3 separate regions of the Bos taurus genome follow, and regions 1 and 3 are each linked to region 2. Evidence: chromatin contacts called from public Hi-C data. All regions are on one chromosome and are shown on one strand. The core of a region is the stretch at or near the end of the contact, and the rest is flanking DNA. Distances in the headings are between cores, read along the strand shown.

The links. A called contact is a pair of places that touch in the nucleus more often than the background predicts.
Region 1: a contact with region 2 is called in a Hi-C map of liver, with 2.3 times the contacts expected there. The contact joins the promoter of ARRDC3 here to the enhancer-like site in region 2. A contact is called at or near these places in 5 of 11 Hi-C or Micro-C datasets (liver, skeletal muscle, skin fibroblasts and 1 more).
Region 3: a Hi-C map of liver shows a contact between it and region 2, with 4 times the contacts expected there. The contact joins two enhancer-like sites. A contact is called at or near these places in 2 of 11 Hi-C or Micro-C datasets (liver and skeletal muscle).

What each region holds. Positions count from the first base shown.
Region 1 is chr7:90,851,801-90,854,924 of ARS-UCD2.0, forward strand. ARRDC3 (arrestin domain containing 3) reads right to left here and starts at 1,820. Exons shown (of 8, transcript NM_001076257.2): 1 at 1,310-1,820. The coding sequence starts at 1,589.
Region 2 is chr7:90,598,335-90,601,551 of ARS-UCD2.0, forward strand. It overlaps ADGRV1 (adhesion G protein-coupled receptor V1), which reads left to right. Exons shown (of 90, transcript XM_010807603.4): 87 at 359-480. Among named protein-coding and RNA genes, the nearest start is that of MIR2464, 210 kb to the left of the region's middle. Within about 2 kb of position 1,772, at least 6 of the 102 cell types and tissues checked have an H3K27ac peak or open chromatin away from gene starts, as enhancers often do. A contact at or near this core is called in liver, where this site is marked.
Region 3 is chr7:90,376,756-90,379,981 of ARS-UCD2.0, forward strand. The region is part of intron 83 of ADGRV1 (adhesion G protein-coupled receptor V1); the gene reads left to right. Among named protein-coding and RNA genes, the nearest start is that of MIR2464, 13 kb to the right of the region's middle. Within about 2 kb of position 1,881, at least 4 of the 102 cell types and tissues checked have an H3K27ac peak or open chromatin away from gene starts, as enhancers often do. A contact at or near this core is called in liver, where this site is marked.

The sequences.
Region 1 (3,124 bases), core at 570-3,069, 250 kb after region 2:
CTGTGTGTAACTGAAAACGCAATTAAAAGACTAATTTCATCTTAATACTTTAAAAATGCATTCATGCTGTAATTCAAAGCACCCTACGTTTCCACACTTGGCCTTAGTTCAATTAGCACTTCCTCATGGGTGTGTATTTTTCAATTAAAAAAAAGTTAAAAACGTGCTCTATTTTTTAAAAAATTTCAACATTCGAACTAAATACTGCATTAAAAAGGAGAAGCACAAAATTACATAACCAGTTTTCACATTATATTCTTCTTGGGCTAGGAATTAAGTCATCGCCACCACCTGACGCGTGTAACCAATCTGCTGAGAGCAGAACAAGCGCCCCTCCTCACCACCCCCCAGAACTGGTCCGAAACAGGATTGAACCGCTTCTAACAAAGGGTGGAAACTTAGAAAAACAAGCTTAGAGTCTCCTATATTTCCACAATGTAACCATTTAAACAATAGATTGGAAATCTCAGGACCCCCTTTCCCTTTGACAACCCTTTATCTTCCTTTTCTAACCAAAAATCAAATCCAATGAGCCGAATACTTTTCAATTCCATTTGACTGGCAGGGGTTTCATTGAATCCACGTTCCAAAGTTCGGCATGATGCTCGGAAAAGAAAATTTCTGACCCTAAATGGCTTCTAAAACTGATTTTTAACACATCGTCATGATTGGTGCTGTCCTTTAAAACAGAGAACGCCTGATGTAAATTTCTGAAGGAATTGGAAAGAATAGGGAAAAAACACGTGGGGTGTTGATACCATATGTCAAAATAAGCCACAGAAACCCTTTATCAAAGAACTACGGTCAATTCTCTAAAAGTCTTTTGCGTGTCAATATTAAAAAATGAAATACACCTATTAACCCACTTTAAAGTGTTATTCATTGAAGCTTAGTTTTTAAGATGTCAGGTTGCAGCGTATAAGGGAAAAATCTAATATTGGACTGCAGCCTTTAGCAATTCATTTGAAAATATAAAAGTAAAATTACTGAATCGGTTTTAAGCATAATTTATATGTAAGGTTGAAATGGATTCCAAATGCGTATGGCACAAACCAAGCCGGGTATAGAGGTAGTTGAATAAGTGCAGTTTGCAGTCACTTTGCAGATGCCTGCATGCGTTACGGCTTAACACACGATGAATGTCAAGGAGAATCCAAATCTTCTAACTTTGCTAACCTTTATCAAACTGCTATATGTTATGCTAGGAGCAGGATTACATTAACTCAGAAAAATTGAAAAGGTACTTTGCAAAGAAAGGTCTAATAATTTCTTACCAATGTTAAAAAAAAAAAAACAAAAAACAACTTACCTCTTTCGTGTCCAATTAAGATGTCTTTATGGTTGAAATATTCTACTTCTTCAGTGTAATTCTGTGTGTAGGCAGTATTGGAGCCGGCGTTTCTCGATTCGGTCCAGCGTACTTTCGCATGTCCTCTTGCATGAATTTTAAGAGATTTTACTCTGATTTCCCCCGTAACTTCTAAATTCACCCTTCCTGAGACTGTATCCCCACTAGAATACACAGGGACATTGCTGTCATTAAGACAGTCAAAGCTTATTGTCAAACTCTTTACCTTTCCCAGCACCATGTTTATAACAAAATCTATAAAAAATATAATGTAAGACAAAAAAGTCAAGATCACATATATGATGTGATCCTCACTTAACACTGATCGATGTCTTTGCCGTGCAAAAAGCTTGCAGGCAGATCAGCGCTTCTTTACAAATAGTTCATTGAGATTTCTTAAAAAGTCGGGGCAGCACAGAGGCTGCTGGCTGCTCCGCGCTTCTGCGAGTCTCAGTGGTCTCCTTACAAAGACGGGCGGCTGGAAGCTGCCAGCTCACTTTAAGAGGAGCTTTGTGAAAAACAACCCCGGTGCGCATGCGCACGCCGCGGCTGCTGTCGGCCCTCCCAGCGCGCCCCCTCCCGCGCCCGGCTCGCTCCCTGGCTCGTTTGCTCGCTCGCGGGTACAGTAGGTGAAAGCCACGGGAGGACGACACTGGGGCTGCCGGGAGGCTGAACCAGACTTCTCTGCATTGTGGCCTCCTATTGGTAGGCAGGCTACCGTAAACTCTCGATGTGCTAGCCGGAGTCCCTAATTGAGCACACTCTAGTAGAAAGATGATGGCCGAGGGGGCCACCGGGGAACAAGGTTTTGGGGGGGAGCTGTTTGCCAAGGCCAGTAAGGATAAAACTGCTGAGTGACCGGCCCGAAGCGTGCGTTCCCGGCCCTGCAGGGTTTTGCCCACTTGCCTGGATGGGAGGAGGAAAAAGTGATGTGTGTAGAGAGATGGGGGAAGGGGAGAAACCGGTTGGGCAAGGGCTGGTCGCTGAGCATAATCTTAACGAATTTCAAAAGAAAATGTAATAAAAACCAGAGAAGAGATAATGTTCAGTAGACAAGAGCATTCTTGGCTTGGGTTTTTTTTTTTTTTTAAGACCAGTGCCTTGTAGGCAGGGTGGAAATGACCCAGTCGAGACCTTAAGAGATTGCAATAAGGAGCAAGGAAAAGAAGCATCTATAATTTAATCATTATATTTTGCTTTCTCCTCCACTGCTTTCTCTTCCATCTCTTAATTCGATAGCAATGAAAAACAACCAAGATGTTTGCTTGATGACACCAGGGGAAAAAAGGTTTGACCACTTCCTTGAAGGAAGAAGCCATCCTTTTTTTGAGACACCACCTACAGCTAGATTTGCAGGGTATGACATGATTGTAACTCCTGTGTCCAGAGGGTTAAGAATAGGATTTGGCCTAAAAATGTACCACCTTATAAAAGCAGCATGACATAGTGTTTTAGCTGACATAATGTTTACAGCAGCATTGAAAAATCATTGTTAGAAGTTAGTGAAGCCCAGAGGATGGTTTTTAAAAAAGAATGATTTGTTATATAACTAGGACTTAATTCTGTGAAGGTTTAATTTTGATTTTCAGCTTTGGACAGTTCAACATAATAATTCACATAATACATCTATCTTAAGGACAAGTACATTTGTCTCTTTATTGAGAATGTTTTGCTAACAAATTGGAGTGCTTTCCTGTATCACACTGGGAAGCAAGGCTTAACAGCATAAAATCATCTAGATTGTATGGAATCAATGAAATTACCTGTAAGAGAGAA
Region 2 (3,217 bases), core at 522-3,021:
TTTTCTGACGGAGAGCGCTTGTGAGCAGGTTTATATACCGGGCCTTTCCTGGGATCGAAATGTGAGTGCGTCTCCGGCGCTTCCTGAACAGGCCAGCAGGTGGTAGTCTAGGAGAGGAACAGGTCTCATCCTTCTCCAGCCTTGGAGGGCAGAGAGAGAGCAGAAGGAATGTAGACTCAGCAATGTTCCCTCCTCTTCTCTGGAATCCCTAAGAATGGGATTTCCAAGGTTGTTCTTGCAAAACAGGTACTTGGGCACAGGGGGTATCTCCAAGAAGGAGCTAAAAATAATTTTGTGTATATGTATGATTATGGAGTATTCTCAAGTTCAAAAATTCTTTTTCTTTTATGGTGTCTAGAAATTCCACTGGTTTTGTATCTCTTTGCCCTGATTTCGATGACATGGCTTTGGGGAGGCCTGCACATGGCTTACAGACTCTTCTGGATGTTGGTTCTGTTCGTCATTTTCAACAGCCTGCAGGTAAGCCTCACGGTTGGGTTACAGCACACACGTGTCCTAGTGAACACAAGGCGTGGAGTTTCAACATCCAGGAATCAAGCATCCACACAGAAGTGAATTCATATGCACAAAACATCATGCAGAGTGTTAGATCAAAGTGGTAAAGATTGTGTTAAACTTTTTTAACACCTTAAATATGGCCGGGCTTCTAACTGGCTGCTGCTGCTAAGTCGCTTCAGTTGTATCTGACTCTGTGCGACCCCATAGACAGCAGCCCACCAGGCTCCCCCGTCCCTGGGATTCTCCAGGAAAGAACACTGGAGTGGGTTGCCATTGCCTTCTCCGTCTAACTTGCTGGTTATACAAATAGAAAGACATAAAATCTTTTTACCCTCCTTCATTTTGACAACACCTAAGTAACTACAAAAACATGTTTCTTTTTCAGCGGGATTGATGTTTATAAACTTTACAGATGGCAGCTATCTAGGGCACATGCATATATTTGGACTGGGTTTGTGTCTAAAAATTAGATCAGCTGAGAGTGAAATAACAATGATGGTCAAGCAGTTCCCTATTAAGTCTGATACTTGGTGTTTTGGTTCACTGAAAATGATTGACATCCTCCAAGTCTGGCAATGCCTAGCTTAAGTTAGCTTTGTGAACATGTTTGGATAGCATAACTAGGAATTATATAACTAACAAAAATTAAAACTGACTTTTTTGTGCTTTTGTTAAATGGAAAAAAAGTTGCACCCTGAAATTAGCAAATGGAACAAATGAACTCATTTTTTTTTCTTATTTTCCAAAGTAAAAAGATTTGCTTGTAGACTCAAGCAGTCTCTTGAATTTATCAAGGATTTCTCTAAACAGCCCTTGTTTGGATCACCATCTTATAAAAAAACCTCTGTAGAGAAAATATTAGGATTATAACACACAACTGAAGTATGACTCAAACCATATTTAAGTTTGCTTTTTCTGAGACAGGTTCATTAATGAGATCATATTTAACAAGGCGGTGCCTAATCAGATCAGAATATCAATTTAGGGAGGGGAAAAATACAAAGTAGCTTAAACATTTGGAATCAGGTTGATACAAGTTGACATACAGACATCTCTCAATAGAGTTATAATCGAGTACCCAGTACTGGCACAGTGATGCCAGTGCTGCCATTACGAGGACGAAGATGACAGCCCTGCTCCTCTAGGGTCTGATGATTCAGGGAGTAAGCAAACAATCAGCTGTAAGGGTATACTGTGGCAGGTGCCATGTAAACACAGTGTTATGAGAGCAGAGTGGAGGACTTGTTTGCTCCTGCCCGGGCTAGTGTTTGAGCTGAGCCCCAGAGATTAGCCACTCAGGTCAGAGGCCCTGTCTTGGTCACCTTTGAATCCCTGGGCCTAACAGAACTAATACCAAAGTCTACACTGACAGCCTACAGATGTGTTTTGTTTGGTGAACACACAGTGGTACACAGGACAGGGTTTAAAAAAAATTTTTTTTAATGTTTTCTCAATTTTAAAATTTCACATCAAAACCTGAATGTCTGGCTTTTCTTTAATGGCAGTCTTTGTATGGCAGCAATTTTCAAGTCCTGAGTAGACGTTGCCCTCTTTGGATGTTATACTCGAGATATCTCATTCATTTTACCCACTCTAGTTAGTGTCACCTTTGTGTGTCAGGCGCTTAATCATGTCCGACTCTATGCAACCCCTTGGACTGTAGCCCGTGAGGCCCCTCTGTCCATGGGATTCTCCAGGCAAGAATACTGGAGTGGGTTGCCATTTCTTCTCCAGGGGATGTTCCCAACCCAGGGATTGAACCTGGGTCTTCTGCATTGCAGGCGGATTCTTTACCATCTGAGCTATAGGGAAGTCCCATAAGTGACAAGGAGACATAGTTGGGTATTTCAGGCAGAGAGTACAGTATTAGACTAGGCTGCAGAATGGAAACGTGGTTAGTCTTGCCTACATGTAGGGAAGGAAGAAAGTTTATGCAGCTAGAAAAGTTGTGGTGGGAGAGGAGACAGAAGGCTGGGTTGTCTTAATTGCCATGTTTCCATGCTCAGAATGGGATGATAAACTTCAGCCTTTAGGTAAAGGGAAACTGTCAAAGTTGAGTTTTTTGTTTTTTAAATTTGGGGCATTTTTAAAAATTTGGGATAGGAATGACATGCTCATACCTACTCTTTAGAAGGATAGCTGGAAATGTTTAGGAGGGTGTTGAAAAGCAGAGCGCTCCAGGCAGGAAAGCTGTTGTCATATTCCAGCCTATACTGTTCGGGAGTGAGCCTGAGAATAGAGATAGGCGACAGACAGCTTTGAGAACATTATAGAGATAAACATTGATGCAATTTGGTTTCGACACTTAAATGTAGGAGTTGGGGGCTCCCCAGGTGGTGCCAATGATAAAGAACCCACCTGCCAACAGAGGAGACGTAAGAGACCCAAGTTCGATCCTTGGATCGGGGAGATTCTCTGGAGGAGGGCATGGCAACCCACTCCAGTATTCTTGCCTGGAGAATCCCATGGACAGAGGAGCCTGGCGGGCTGCAGTCCATAGGGTCACACAGAGTCAGACACGACTGAAGTGACTTAGCATGCACCAGGTGTTAGAGAGCCACGTCTCCTAGAGATCTTCACTCAGGTACATGGCTGGGCACTGACTCCTTTGGTCAACATGGAAATTACATCAGGAGAAAGTCCTGGGGAATATGCAGTGGAGTTGGTGAGATTTGGGAGACTTTGGTAAAACTAACCA
Region 3 (3,226 bases), core at 631-3,130, 220 kb before region 2:
GTATAAGTAAACATGATCCCTTCTACTTGAAGGCTGTAATTGCAGTTCTAGATTGTAAGAATACACTATATAGTGTTATTATTGAGAGAACTTGGCAATGCTATTTTATAAAATTTCCTCTGTTTTGGATGGTGGGTGCACTTCTAGAGTGCAGAAAATGCTATTTCCTGATTCTTTGCTAGTGTATGCATGATTCGATTTATGTAAATTTATTGTGCTGTATGCTTAGATTTTGCATGCATTTTAAGATGCTAATGGCATTCTACTGCATTCCAGGCAGAACTTTTGAAAATATTATTAGAAGAGGGGCTGAAACATAAAATGGAAAATTATTTGGAACACTGGCTTTCTCTTGCCTTTTTACTCCCAGGAGTGAAAATGACATGAGCAAATTTCATAACACTCTTTTTCTAGGGGACAATTAACTGCTGAATTCTAAGTAGAAGATCCCAGATTGTGCTTTTAAAGTACCTATGAACTATGAGAGGTAACAGCTGTTACCAAAGAGGGGCTTCCATTGAGTTTGACGAGGCTATTTATATTGCCTTGGTAACTATCTTAGCTGTCTGATCTTGCCTTTGCTTCTTGTATTTAAGATCTTAGAAAACCCGCCTTCCATAATTAGCGTTTACTTGGCTGTATTCACCACCCACTCTGGTGATTTTTTGGCAGCAGAGTTTGTACAAGTCTTAATTATAGAACCATAGAATTACAGACAAGTCTTCAGTGTCCTAGCAGACAAATTTGCTCATGTCTAGGGATGTGAAAAAGAAGACTCAGGATTTATATCTTGGGATGTTGCCTTCTGATTCACATTGCACTTAACGTTAATTTTGGAGAAAGTGGTTAGTCAAATCCATGTTTTTCACCATATTTTTAGAAGAGATAAAACAGTGTGGCATGAAAACCCCACACTGTTTGACTTGTGACATGGAATAACTAAAAAATAATGTCCGTAGTTTATTTTTGGCAGGAGGATTGTTGATAGGTTTTTGATAGAAAGTTCTCTTTCCTCAAAATGTTTTACCCATCTACTTTGATTTTTAAATATACTCTCTAAAATAAAGAGAATAATTTTCTCCCTTAACACCTTTTAGCTAAGCCTTTGAAAATTCCTTAGATTCTCCAAAAATAGAAATGGAACTGACTGTAGGAACTTGGGCCTGCCTTTTCTTTTATGGATTTTAAAATCATGTTTATATCTGTAGTTATAGAATCTTGCCAGTTGCAGGGGGGTAGAGGGGTCCAGGTCCTTTCTTAGATCTCTCATTTGGATCTTCTGTCAACTTAAGGTTCATATTCTTGTAGAGAAGTCTTAATGGAGAAGGAAATGGCAACCCACTCCAGTGTTCTTGCCTGGAGAATCCCATGGACGGAGAAGCCTGGTAGGCTGCAGTCCATGGGGTCGCACAGAGTCGGACACGACTGAAGCGACTTAGCTGCAGCAGCAGCAGCAGAGAAGTCTTAAAAAAATACAGTTTGACCTGTGGTTCTTTGGCTAAAAGAATAAAATTTCTCTAGATGGCCTCAAGAGTTTGAGTTGTGAATCTTTTGCAGGCAGGTCTCCAAGACCGTTTGGTTTTAGTCTTTACTTCTGGCCTAAGTTGAATGACTTTTGTGCGAAAGGGCAGAATGGAAATGTCATGGCCTCTGACTTCCTCTCAGGACAGTGTGTCAGTGAGGGAGTCAGTCAGCAGGAGGAGAATGTGAGTCTGTCTCTGCTTCTAGAAATATCAGATCTAGAAATATATATTGTATCTAATAGTTTTGCTTTACAAGGCAAAAGATTCTGCTTTAACCTGGAATTTATGCCATTCAAGCATCTTTGAGAACCACTGACTATAAATTACCAGCAGGTGGCAGTAGACGATTTTTCTTTTCCTCCCAAAACTGGTTTTTGGTCTCTAGCAAAGATGGAATTTGAATCTGCCTGCCAGCGTAGGAGATTCAGAAGATGTGAGTTTGATCCCTGGGTCTGGAAGATCTCCTTGGAGTAGGAAATGGCAACCCAGTCTGATATTCTTGACTAGAAAATTCCATGGACAGAGGAGCCTGGTGGGTTACCTACAGTCCGTGGGGTCACAAGGAGTCGGACATGACCGAGCATACCTAACTGAACTGAAAGATGGAGTTCAGTAGAAAACTTGAGATTTTTTTTCTCAGCACTTCTTTCACTGGGCTAAAGAGTATTCTACTGCAGCTTAGAAAATAGGCATTTGTAATTTTCTAGCTCTCATCTTTTATCTCCTTTGTTCAGAATTGAGCTAATGAGTCTGAAAGGTACTGTGACAAAGCTTATGCATCACTAACTTGGACTTCCCTGGCCTCCTTGGTGGCTCAGACGGTAAAGAATCTGCCTGCAGCCCAGGAGACTTGGGTTTGATCCCTGGGTCAGGAAGATCCCCTGGAGAAGGTCTTGGCAACCCACTCCAGTATTCTTGCCTGGAGAATCCCATGGCGAAGGGGCCTGGCAGGCTACAGTCCATGGGGTCACACAAAGTCGGACATGACTGAGCAACCAATACTTTCTTCTCTACTTACTTTTCAGTAAGTAGACTATATCTTTCTATCACTTACCATTTATAGTTAAATTCAGGGGCATAACATTATTTTCGTTATATTTATGTTGTTATAAGCTTTGAGAAGTGAGTTGCTACAGGAAACTGTTTATTGAAGTGTCAGGGAAGCTTTGAGATCCAGTCTGAGTTTTCCTTATTGTTTACTTTTAAAGTATGTGCTTTTCCTTCAGTGCCGAGTTAATGTTTCTCGTTCATCTGAAAGAAGGACGAGAAATCGTGAGACCATTATCTTCAAGCTTGAAGGAGAAGAGAGCAAACACATTTTCATGGCACTGGGTGCTATTTCTCGGAAAAACATCTAATTATATCTTTGAAATTTTTATCTTAGAATCACATTGCCAACCCACGTGTGCCCTGATAAGGCTGGTAAACAGCTAGGACAAAGGACAGGTTTGCAGTTCAGGGTTCTCAGTTCTGGGGGTTCTGTCAGGAAAAGCAGTTCTCCAAATCTAAAAAAAGAACAGAAGTTTCCTCATAGAAAACATGCGATAAGATAGAACTGCATTTACTGTGATTAATAAACTTAACTGGGGCAAAATGTTTGAGTTTTTTCCCCCCCCTGATTATTTGTTTTTGTTTGTTTGCATGGCCTAAGCATGGGAGTTTCCCAAGTGGCGTGGTGGTAAAGAATCTGCCTGCCAATGCAA